Regions from separate parts of the Sus scrofa genome. Here all the other regions are linked to region 3. Evidence: chromatin contacts called from public HiChIP or PLAC-seq data. All regions are on one chromosome and are shown on one strand. The core of a region is the stretch at or near the end of the contact, and the rest is flanking DNA. Distances in the headings are between cores, read along the strand shown.

Region 1 (3,241 bases), core at 155-2,654, 370 kb before region 3:
AGGGAGTTGGAGATACTTGGCTTGATTCAATCAGGTGTTTCTTAGGAAGAGAATAGAGGGAGTGAGAATAGGATGTGGAATAGGGAATTATTAATTCTGATAGCTTATTTATCCTCAAACATAATCAGAAGATTATACCTGTTATTTATGTTTTCTTTGGAATTCAGAGAGTTTAGCATATTTGTTACATTCAGCGGTGGGTCAATAAGCAAGAGAATAATTACATTTACCTTAGAAAGTTGGAAATGAGAATCGTATCTCTTTTACTGTGGCATCCAATTAATGATAATTCTAATACAGTTTACGACAAAAGATAAACCAGTTTCTTACAACATCAGTAACTGGTACATTTTTCTTGATGCCAGAAACCATGACTTAAGCTTTTTTTTTTTTTTTTTTTTTTTTTCTTCCCCTTTTAGGACCTCACTTGTGGTATATGGAAGTTCCAGGCTAGGGAGTGAATCGGAGCTCCAGCTGCCAGCCTATGCCACAGCCGTGAGAATGCTGGATCCGAGCTGCATCTGCGACCCTAGCCTCAGCTTTTGTCAATGCTGGATCCTTAACCCACTGAGTGAGGCCAGGGATCAAACCCACATCTCACAGATACTATGTTTTGTTCTTAACCCATTAAGCCACAACAGGAATGCCATCATTTTTTTCTTATTTCTAAGATGGGCCTAAAAGTGAGGGCGACACATAACAAGGACACACTATTTCTCGAATGAATGGAAAATTTCAAACCACTCAGAGAACCTAGTTTAAATTGCTTTTGACCACCAAATAAACTGAGAAGTGAATATAATTATATACGCTGCTGATTGAAGTATATGAAAATGAAAAAAAATGTTGTGAAATAAGTCTCTTTACCCTACACTTAGGGTGAAAACATTTGATGATGCAGGCAACAGTTTTATTATAAAAGGAATGCACAGTAGGTCGTATGAAAAATAAAACAAGAAAGAAACCTTTAGGTGGCGGCCAAGAGCTATGATTATGAATTCTTTTATGAGAATTTATAATCTTGTTTGAAAGTGGTCATGTTAAGCGGGTTATTAAACCACAAAAATTCAGTACAAAGCAAATTCAAGAAAAAAAATTAGGCCTGGAAAGAAATGGATTTGAATGAGTATATCATCGAACAATCAATCAAATCTTAATTTTGATTAAATATGGGTATTTTGATTATGAATATTTTTTAAGAAACCAGATCTGGGAAGATAATCATATTGGTATTGAGTCATGAAATTAATTAGTCTTGACAGTTAAATAATTGTTTTAATCTTGAAAGAAATCATCTTCAAGCAAAATGGTAGCGTTTTAAGAAATCAGAGAATGTAATAAAGATGTCAAACTGTCCAGATGCTCATTGTGCAATTGGAAACTCCACTCAAAGTTGACACAGGTCTCCAAAAAAAAAGGAAAAAGGTCAATGAGCTCATTCATTCTTGCAACATCTGCCAGAAGCTATGGCTTCTTGAAACACTAATATGTTTTCTCTCTTTTTTTGTTGCTCTCTCAAATGAAGAGCCGACAGAATTCATCATATATCTCTTTCAGTCCTAGAAAAAAGGGGGAAAGATGAAATACTTTTAAATAAAGCATTATGATTTTGTGATGATATGCAGTAGTTTTTCCTCTCTGCTTTTTGTTTTCATCATTAGTCTACTTGAAGGAAAAATTGTTTTAAGCATCACTATTGCATACTGCTTTACAGTAATTTTCATTTAAAAGTTTTTCCATTAATGGTTAGTTCTGTTAGCATTTAGATTCATTACACTTTTGACAATGTTTTGGCAAGTAGACTAAATATAGATATGTGCTTCCATTTAATCCGGACTTCAGTGATGAAATATCTCTAGTTCAATTCTTGTCCACTTTAGTAACACACATTTAGCGTCAATTGTGTGCACACCCAGGACCATGGAGGAGAGAAAACAAATAAAAGACAAACTCAGTACATATGGAGTTGACAAGCTTTCTAGATGAAATAAGAGAATAGAAACAAAATACTATAGCAAAAACAACACGTTATCATTATCATTATTATTATTATTATTTGTCTTTTGTCTTTTTAGGCCTGCACCCTCAGCATATGGAGGTTCCCAGGCTAGGGGTCAAATCAGCTACAGCTGCCAGCCTCTACCACAGCCCACACCAACGCGGCATCTGAGCTGTGTCTGCGGCCTATACCACAGCCCATGACAACACTGGACCCTCAACCCACTGAGCAGGACCAGGGATCAAACCTGCATCCTCATGGATACTAGTCGGGTTCGTTAACCACTGAGCCACAACAGGAACTCCAACAATACATTATTTTTGAGTAATAAGAAGAGAAGGAAAAGTGTGAGTTGATATTAACTGAGAAAAGCTCTGCAAAGAAAATAAAAGTAAACTGGTAGCTCCCCAGTATATTGTTGGGAAAGTAAATGCTTTAATTTAAAAAAAAACTATTTCAATTGCTTAATGTTAATATTCCATTAACAGTAGTGCAGAACAGTTTCTTTCCTAAATATTTTTCACTATGTTTAGTCAGTGAAGCTGGTGACAACTCTTCTCAAACATTTAGTATGTTGCTGGATTACATGGCAAACTGCACAAAAAAAGATTACCCAGAAATTATTTCAGTTTTCTAGTCTAGGAGTAAATGCATGATGAAAACCCAAGTTGAACCTATGGGATTTAAGTGGTAGAATTATTTTCTCTGTCACCAGTATCTTCAAACTGATATTCCTGAAGCTAGGAATCAGAGAGTTGGCCCTCACCCTGACTCTGATAGTGGATATGGTGATAAAATCATGGTCAGGATACATCATTTCTCTAGAAGAATCTTCCTTCTGTGTAACATGAAAGAGAACTAGATGATCTCTAAATTTCCTCTTAACTCTAAAATGTTACACTTCAGGATTTTTAGAGAATAAAAACAAAATATTATTCAACATTATTGAAGTAGAAAATGTGTATGGCATAGTTTCAGGGAGAATTACAAAATGAATCCAACTGAATACAGGGCCCCATACATAGGTCAAGAGTGACCCCCTAGAATTGTGCAGTGTTCAGCTTACATGACTGTATATGTTGGCTGTAAAATTATATCAATAGTAAGGAAAAGAAGATTTAGAAAATTCCTCTGTATTAAAATTTTTATTATAATAGAATTTTAAAATAGAATAAATTTGATTTAGTTTCTAAATCATGGTCCTTTTTTAGAACTGTTAAATGTAAAAGCAGTAAACTGAAG
Region 2 (3,212 bases), core at 235-2,734, 270 kb before region 3:
TTAACATTAAAAAATGTCTTTGTGTCTTCTTGTGCAATTTTTAAAAAAATGTTCAAGAAATGTGTGTGTGTGTATAGTGAAGTATATTATCTAAACTATAGTGGCAGATGAATTTGAAATATTTGACATGCCCCCTTGTCTTGGCTTATAGATTGTGAAGTTTTTAAAATACAATTATTCTCAAATAACTTGCAATCTGGTATACCAGGGACTCAGAGTAAACTCTTCTTTTGTCCTAAAGAGGGTGGAATTGCATGCTTACATACACAGGTGCATATGTACATACACACATAACACATACAGGTTAATGGGATGCCTAAAACCACTATTTTAATCAAGGGACACAAAATCCTATACATTTTTAGGACTTAATGACAAATTCATGCTTTGGAAATTTTCTGGAAAACCATGTAAACTCTGGGGAAGTTGATGTAAAGATAGCTGAAGATTATTTCAGAGTGATCTTGCTATGAAAATGGCGGTTGTGTCAATAAAAATACAGAGGAGTCAACAAATGCAGAACTCTTTAGGTTACCATTCATTATAGGACAAATAATCCATAGGCATTCTAGTACAAACTACACAGAGGGTTCTCTGTTATTGATTAGTAGCAAAAGGGCAGCTTGAAAACATCTTATGATCATGTGAAGAATTGGCATATATTCTCTTATGTGTTATCCTGAAAGGAAAAAATGAAAAAACAAAAAACAGCAACGAAGTTCTAAACTACAGCTTGATGGGGGTCAGTTTGTGGATGACTCATCTTATGGTTGAATAAGGAGCCAGAAAGAAGTAATGAAGGTAAATATGAAATTGTAAGAACAACTTGGCTCACTTTCTTAATCTAGGGAAATTAGGATCAATCTGACCTAAATTAATTTAGGGCCTAACATTTCACTATGATTTGAATTACTCACTGAAATTAACTAGTAAATGGCACAGTATCAACTGGTTTTGGAAAGTAACAGTGTGATCATGACTCAGGGACAAAGTGACCCAGAAAATGGGAGTCACAGTCAGCCCAGGGGTCTAAGAGTTAATGCATATTGAAACAGGACAAAGAAAAAACTCCAGGGGGAACTTTCTTATAACTTTGCAAATGTGGCCTTTCTCTTTGCAAGATAGCCTCATATGGGGAAAAATCTGAGCATGTGGGGAATATGGCTATTTCCTATTACTCTTTCTGGTATATTTGTACTATAGGGACCAAACATGAGTGACATTTAGCATAGGTCATTAAAGGATACCAAGAAAATCCCCTTTTAATTATTAAGTAATACCCTAGGCATATTCAAATCACTTTTTGTGTTTGATTTCCCCCTCTGTGTACAGGGAATCACTAGCTCTGTTCCCTACCAGATACGTAGAGGGAAAAAAGTCTAAATTCTAAATCAGATGAAACATTAGGAGAAAAAATTACATCTGCTTTAATGAGCAATTGACAGCTTCCATGTGGTCAGAGAATTTTTAAGTTGGAAGAACTTTAAGCAAGACTTCCTCATTTTACTGGTCAGTTCAATTTAGGTCAACACATATGTACTATTGCCAGGCGCTGTGGAGCTTTTGGATATTTAGAGAATATGTAAGATCCAGTCCTTGATTGAATAAAGTCTGAAGAAAATGGGGTGGGCAGAGGTGACTTGTTTTACAGTGAAGTACAAGCTATGTTAGAAGTATATATTAGTATTCCAAGCAATAGCAAATCACTTGGGCTGATCTAAATTGAAGAGCAACACACCAAACTCCAGTCCCGCAATTAATGAGAGGGCTGGATATCAGGCTCATGGCTCGTGAAGCCAAGGCAGCAGCCAAAATAATGGTACTGGATAAATTAGTTGTGTCTGCTAAGCCCTAGAAAACTCAATTTGCAGGGCCATTACTATGAGTCTTGGCTCTACTCCCCATGGCCCTGACAGACATAGCCAAAGCAGGACACTGTTTGCATAGCTACCTCTGTTCACCTCGAGTATTTTCTGTCTCTGCTGTTGTGTGTCTCCAGTTCCTAATTCCAGGTCCCAGATAACTGTGTATGATTAGCCACTCTAAGTGCTTTGCTTCTCCCTCATCTACCAGGCTGGCTATCAGTGAGAGTCACTGGCATTTTAGCTTCCATATTTGTTGACACCATTAGAGTATAGATGGGGTGAAGCAGATTTCAAACTCACAGTTGCAAACATCACAGTGTCTTTAAGCTTAAATAATCTTTGGGGTGACTCCTTTTTTATTCTCAGTCTTTCAGCTTCTCCTTGAGTCATAAAGGCATACTTGTCCTAACACCTGGTATCTGCAGATCCACTCACATCTTGGCACTCTCATGTTTTCACAGTGAAGAATCTGTGAATAGCTAGTGCCTGATTATCTCTCCCAAATGGGCAAAGAATGCAATGGTGTCAGCTGTGTGACTGAACATGGAGCCCTGATATATTTCACGTTTCAGTACCTACCAGTATGTTTCAACTGAAGCCCCCATGGAGTTCTACTCATTCTCTGGCTTTCTTTTTCCCACACACTAGAGTAGAAGGGGCTGGCTTTTCATACCCTTTTGCTGTCTGTCAGGAAATAACAGATGTCCATATTTTACTTATTTTTATTTATTTTGTCTTTTGTCTTTTTTTAGGGCTACACCCATGGCATATGGAGGTTCCCAGGCTAGAGGTCGAATCAGAGCTATAGCTGCCAGCCTACACCACAGCTCACAGCAACGCTGTATCCTTAACCAACTGAATGAGGCCAGAGATTGAACCTGCAACCTCATGGTTCCCAGTTGGATTTGTTTCACTGCACCATGACGGGAACTCCGTCCACTTATTTTTAAAATTTTATTGGAATATAGTCAACTTAAAAATATTCTACTTATGTTTTAGGTACAATAAATCTCGTGGCTGCAAGTGATCATGATTTCAGGGGAGAAATTAAAATATCTTGGTTTAGCATGAGCAAAATATCAACCCAGTCAGATATTTGTGTAAATCAGTACTAGAAACATAAGGGGGCTAGAATGGGTTAAGGGGATCAGAAAAGACATGAGAGGAACTAACAACTACTGAGAGAATTCCCTTCCTGGGTGGGAGAGATCAGTGATTAAGAATTATTTGAAGGGAGTTCCCGTCGTGGCACAGCGGAAACAAATCCGACCAGGAACCATGAGGTTATGGGTCTGATCCCTTGCCTCACTCAGTGGGTTAAGGATCTGGTGTTTTAACCCCCTATCT
Region 3 (2,939 bases), core at 369-2,868:
GGAAGGTATTATGCTAAGTGAAATCAGTCATACAGAAAAAGACAAATGGTGAGTGATACCATTTATATGTGGAATCTGAAAAGTAAAACAAATTAGGGAATATAGCAAAGAAGAAAGAACAAACTAGTGGTTACCAGTGGGGAGAGAGGAGGAGAACAGCATTGTAGGGCTGGGGGATTAAGAGTTAAAAACTATACTGTATAAAATAAGCTACAAAGATATATTGTACAACACAGGGAGTATAGCCAATATTTCATAACTATAAATGAGAGTAACCTTGTAAAATTGCAAATCACTATTTGTACATCAACTATACATCAATTTTAAAAAAAAGAACATTAAAAAAAATAAAGAATAGAAGTAGTCATCCTTAGTCTTCCTTAGAAATAGGCACCTCCATTTAAAAGAGGAATCTGGCCATTCAGAACAGAGACTATTTTTCTCAACCATATGACCATGTAATTAAGTTCTGGCCAAAAGAGGAGTTCCCCGTCATGGCGCAGCAGAAACTAATCCAACTAGGAACCATAAGGTTGCGGGTTCAATCCCTGGCCTCCTTAAGTGAATTACAGATCCAGCGTTGCTGTGAACTGTGGTGTAGTTTGCAGATGTGGCTTGGATCTGGCGTTACTGTGGCTATGGCGTAGGCCGGCTGCCATAGCTCTGATTAGACCCCTAGCCTAGGAACCTCCATATGCTGCAACTGTGGCCCTAAAAACAAGCGCACGTGCACACACACACACACACACACACACACACACAGACATACATAGACATGCGCGCGTGCACACACACACACACACACACACACACCCCCTATGTTCTGGCCAAAAGAAATCAAGCAAAAATTTCTCATGAAAATTCTAGGAAGTTTCCTTAAAAGGAGAGGGCTTACCCTTCTCTGTTTCTTCTTTTTCCTCCTGGCTCAAATGTGGATGTGATGACTTGAGCTCAAACAGGTTTTATCAGTCATAGAGTAACACATGTGAACTGTGTGAGAAGCCAGGTAGAAGGAGTAACCATTTGCAGAACTGCCATACTACTCCCTGTGTGCATTTCAGGAATTTTCTTACAGTAGTTGCAGCTAAATACCACCCTTATCATGGATAACTTTGTGTTTATCTAGCTTAAGTGTAGTTTTAATTTTAAAAAATCAATTTTCAGGCTAATCTGTACAGCTTTTCATCAAGATTTCAGTATACAGCTTTGTTATAGAAGTAACATCTATGGCGAATTATTTCTCTCTTCCTGATGTGAAAAAGTGCCCTGTGACTTGTTGCTTCAGTAGTTTTCACTCTTGTGTTTGGGACAAAAACTCTTCTCTTACAAATTATTTGCAGCAAAATTGAAATTATAAAATCAACTGTGGAGTCCCATTCAAATTTAAGCTCTGGGAAGCTAATCAAAAATAAGAAAGCAATAGGAATAAGCTTAAAACAAAAAAGAAAGAAAAGAAAATCCTTGAGTATTCCCCCGCCCCCAGGATGATCAAACTTACTCCTTTAACACTGAGTTTTTTCCTTTTAAGTATTTACGTTTGAAGTTCCAACCATAGTGCAGTAGGTTAAGAATCTGACTGCAGCCGCTCTAGTCACTGAGGAGGTGCAAGTTCAATCCCACTCCAGTGCAGTGTGTTAAAGCATCCAGCATTGCTGCAGCTGTGGCTCAGGTCACAGCTGTGGCTGGGATTTAATCACTGACCTGGGAATTTCAGTATGCCATGGCTACAATGATAAAAAGAAAAAAAAATTTACCTTGGATTTACAAAACCTTATATACTTATTTACCATTAGCATAGCTTTCTATATTCTCAAACACATTAGACAAGGGAATTTATTAACACTCTTGCTATGCTTGTGTAGGGAATTATTAACTCTCTTGATTTGCCTATGAAGTAGGCAAATATTCTCCTATTTCAAAAAGCCTGGAGAAGTCAGACACCTTCCTTAGTGGAACTGGAGTGGCTGCTAGTAGGGTCAGGGCTGTGGCTGGCTTGTGTTGGTCATCTATTATTATGTAACTACTAATCCAAAGCTTAGAACTTAAAACAGCAATATTTTTATTGTTTCTCATGACTATGGGTCAGGAATCAGACAGGACACTGCAGGCATGGTAAGTCTTTGCTCCACACAATGTCTGCTGAGGCACTAACACCCCAAATGGCTTCTTAGCTCGTATATCTGGTGTCTCCCTAGGATGGTTCAAATACTTTAGGGCTGACTGGGACATTTCAACTGGAGTATTATGTCTAGGGCCTCAGTTCTCGATGTCAGCTGAGCCAACTTCCATGTAATCTTGTCACAGTAGGTAGAATTCTTACATGATGGCTCAGCAGCCACAAACCACAAAAGCAGAAGCTACCGGGTCTCTTCAAGGCTTAAGCCAGAAACTGGCAATAATCACTTCTACCATAGTCTTCTAGTTTTAGCAAGCCACAGCCCCAAACCAAATGCAAGGGACGGAGGCTATACAAGTGCATGGATTTAAGATGTGTTTCATTAGGGGCCACTGCTAGTGTTGCCAGATAAAATATAAATATAATTTAGTTAACTTTGAATTTCAGACAAATAACAGGAATTGTTTTGGTATAAATATGTTCCATGCAGTATGTAGAACACACCTATTCTGAAACATTATTCCTATTAATCTAAATTCAGGTATAACTGAATATCCTGAATTTTTATTAACTAAATCTCCCAATCCTAGATTCTACTAATGTAACAGACTATCAGTGAATATAAACTGATATCTCTCTAGGAGCACATTCATAATGTATAGCTTAATGAGACCTTTAGCCAGCCCCACCTGTATCTCCCAGTTCATTCAGTGTGTATACAGGTACTTTATGAGTTCAATAAAAGTGATCATAGTAGTCAGAGGAATTACTCAATGAAATGGGGTTTAGCTACTGGGAAGAAAGCTGATGCTCTCAAAAAAAC

What was found. HiChIP or PLAC-seq counts read pairs in DNA pulled down with a chosen protein or histone mark.
Region 1: a contact with region 3 is called in an H3K27ac HiChIP or PLAC-seq map of alveolar macrophages. The contact joins two enhancer-like sites. A contact is called at or near these places in 7 of 47 Hi-C or Micro-C datasets (fetal heart ventricle, fibroblasts, heart right ventricle and 4 more) and 1 of 2 datasets of contacts at active chromatin or transcription factors (alveolar macrophages).
Region 2: a contact with region 3 is called in an H3K27ac HiChIP or PLAC-seq map of alveolar macrophages. The contact joins two enhancer-like sites. A contact is called at or near these places in 1 of 47 Hi-C or Micro-C datasets (embryonic fibroblasts) and 1 of 2 datasets of contacts at active chromatin or transcription factors (alveolar macrophages).

What each region holds. Positions count from the first base shown.
Region 1 is chr9:89,316,879-89,320,119 of Sscrofa11.1, reverse strand. All of the region lies in intron 1 of MACC1 (metastasis-associated in colon cancer protein 1), which reads left to right. Among named protein-coding and RNA genes, the nearest start is that of MACC1, 24 kb to the left of the region's middle. Within about 2 kb of position 1,404, at least 1 of the 83 cell types and tissues checked has an H3K27ac peak or open chromatin away from gene starts, as enhancers often do. A contact at or near this core is called in alveolar macrophages, where this site is marked.
Region 2 is chr9:89,212,578-89,215,789 of Sscrofa11.1, reverse strand. All of the region lies in intron 1 of MACC1 (metastasis-associated in colon cancer protein 1), which reads left to right. Among named protein-coding and RNA genes, the nearest start is that of MACC1, 130 kb to the left of the region's middle. Within about 2 kb of position 1,484, at least 1 of the 83 cell types and tissues checked has an H3K27ac peak or open chromatin away from gene starts, as enhancers often do. A contact at or near this core is called in alveolar macrophages, where this site is marked.
Region 3 is chr9:88,945,495-88,948,433 of Sscrofa11.1, reverse strand. All of the region lies in intron 2 of LOC110255482 (a long non-coding RNA gene), which reads left to right. Among named protein-coding and RNA genes, the nearest start is that of TMEM196, 89 kb to the right of the region's middle. Within about 2 kb of position 1,618, at least 9 of the 83 cell types and tissues checked have an H3K27ac peak or open chromatin away from gene starts, as enhancers often do. A contact at or near this core is called in alveolar macrophages, where this site is marked.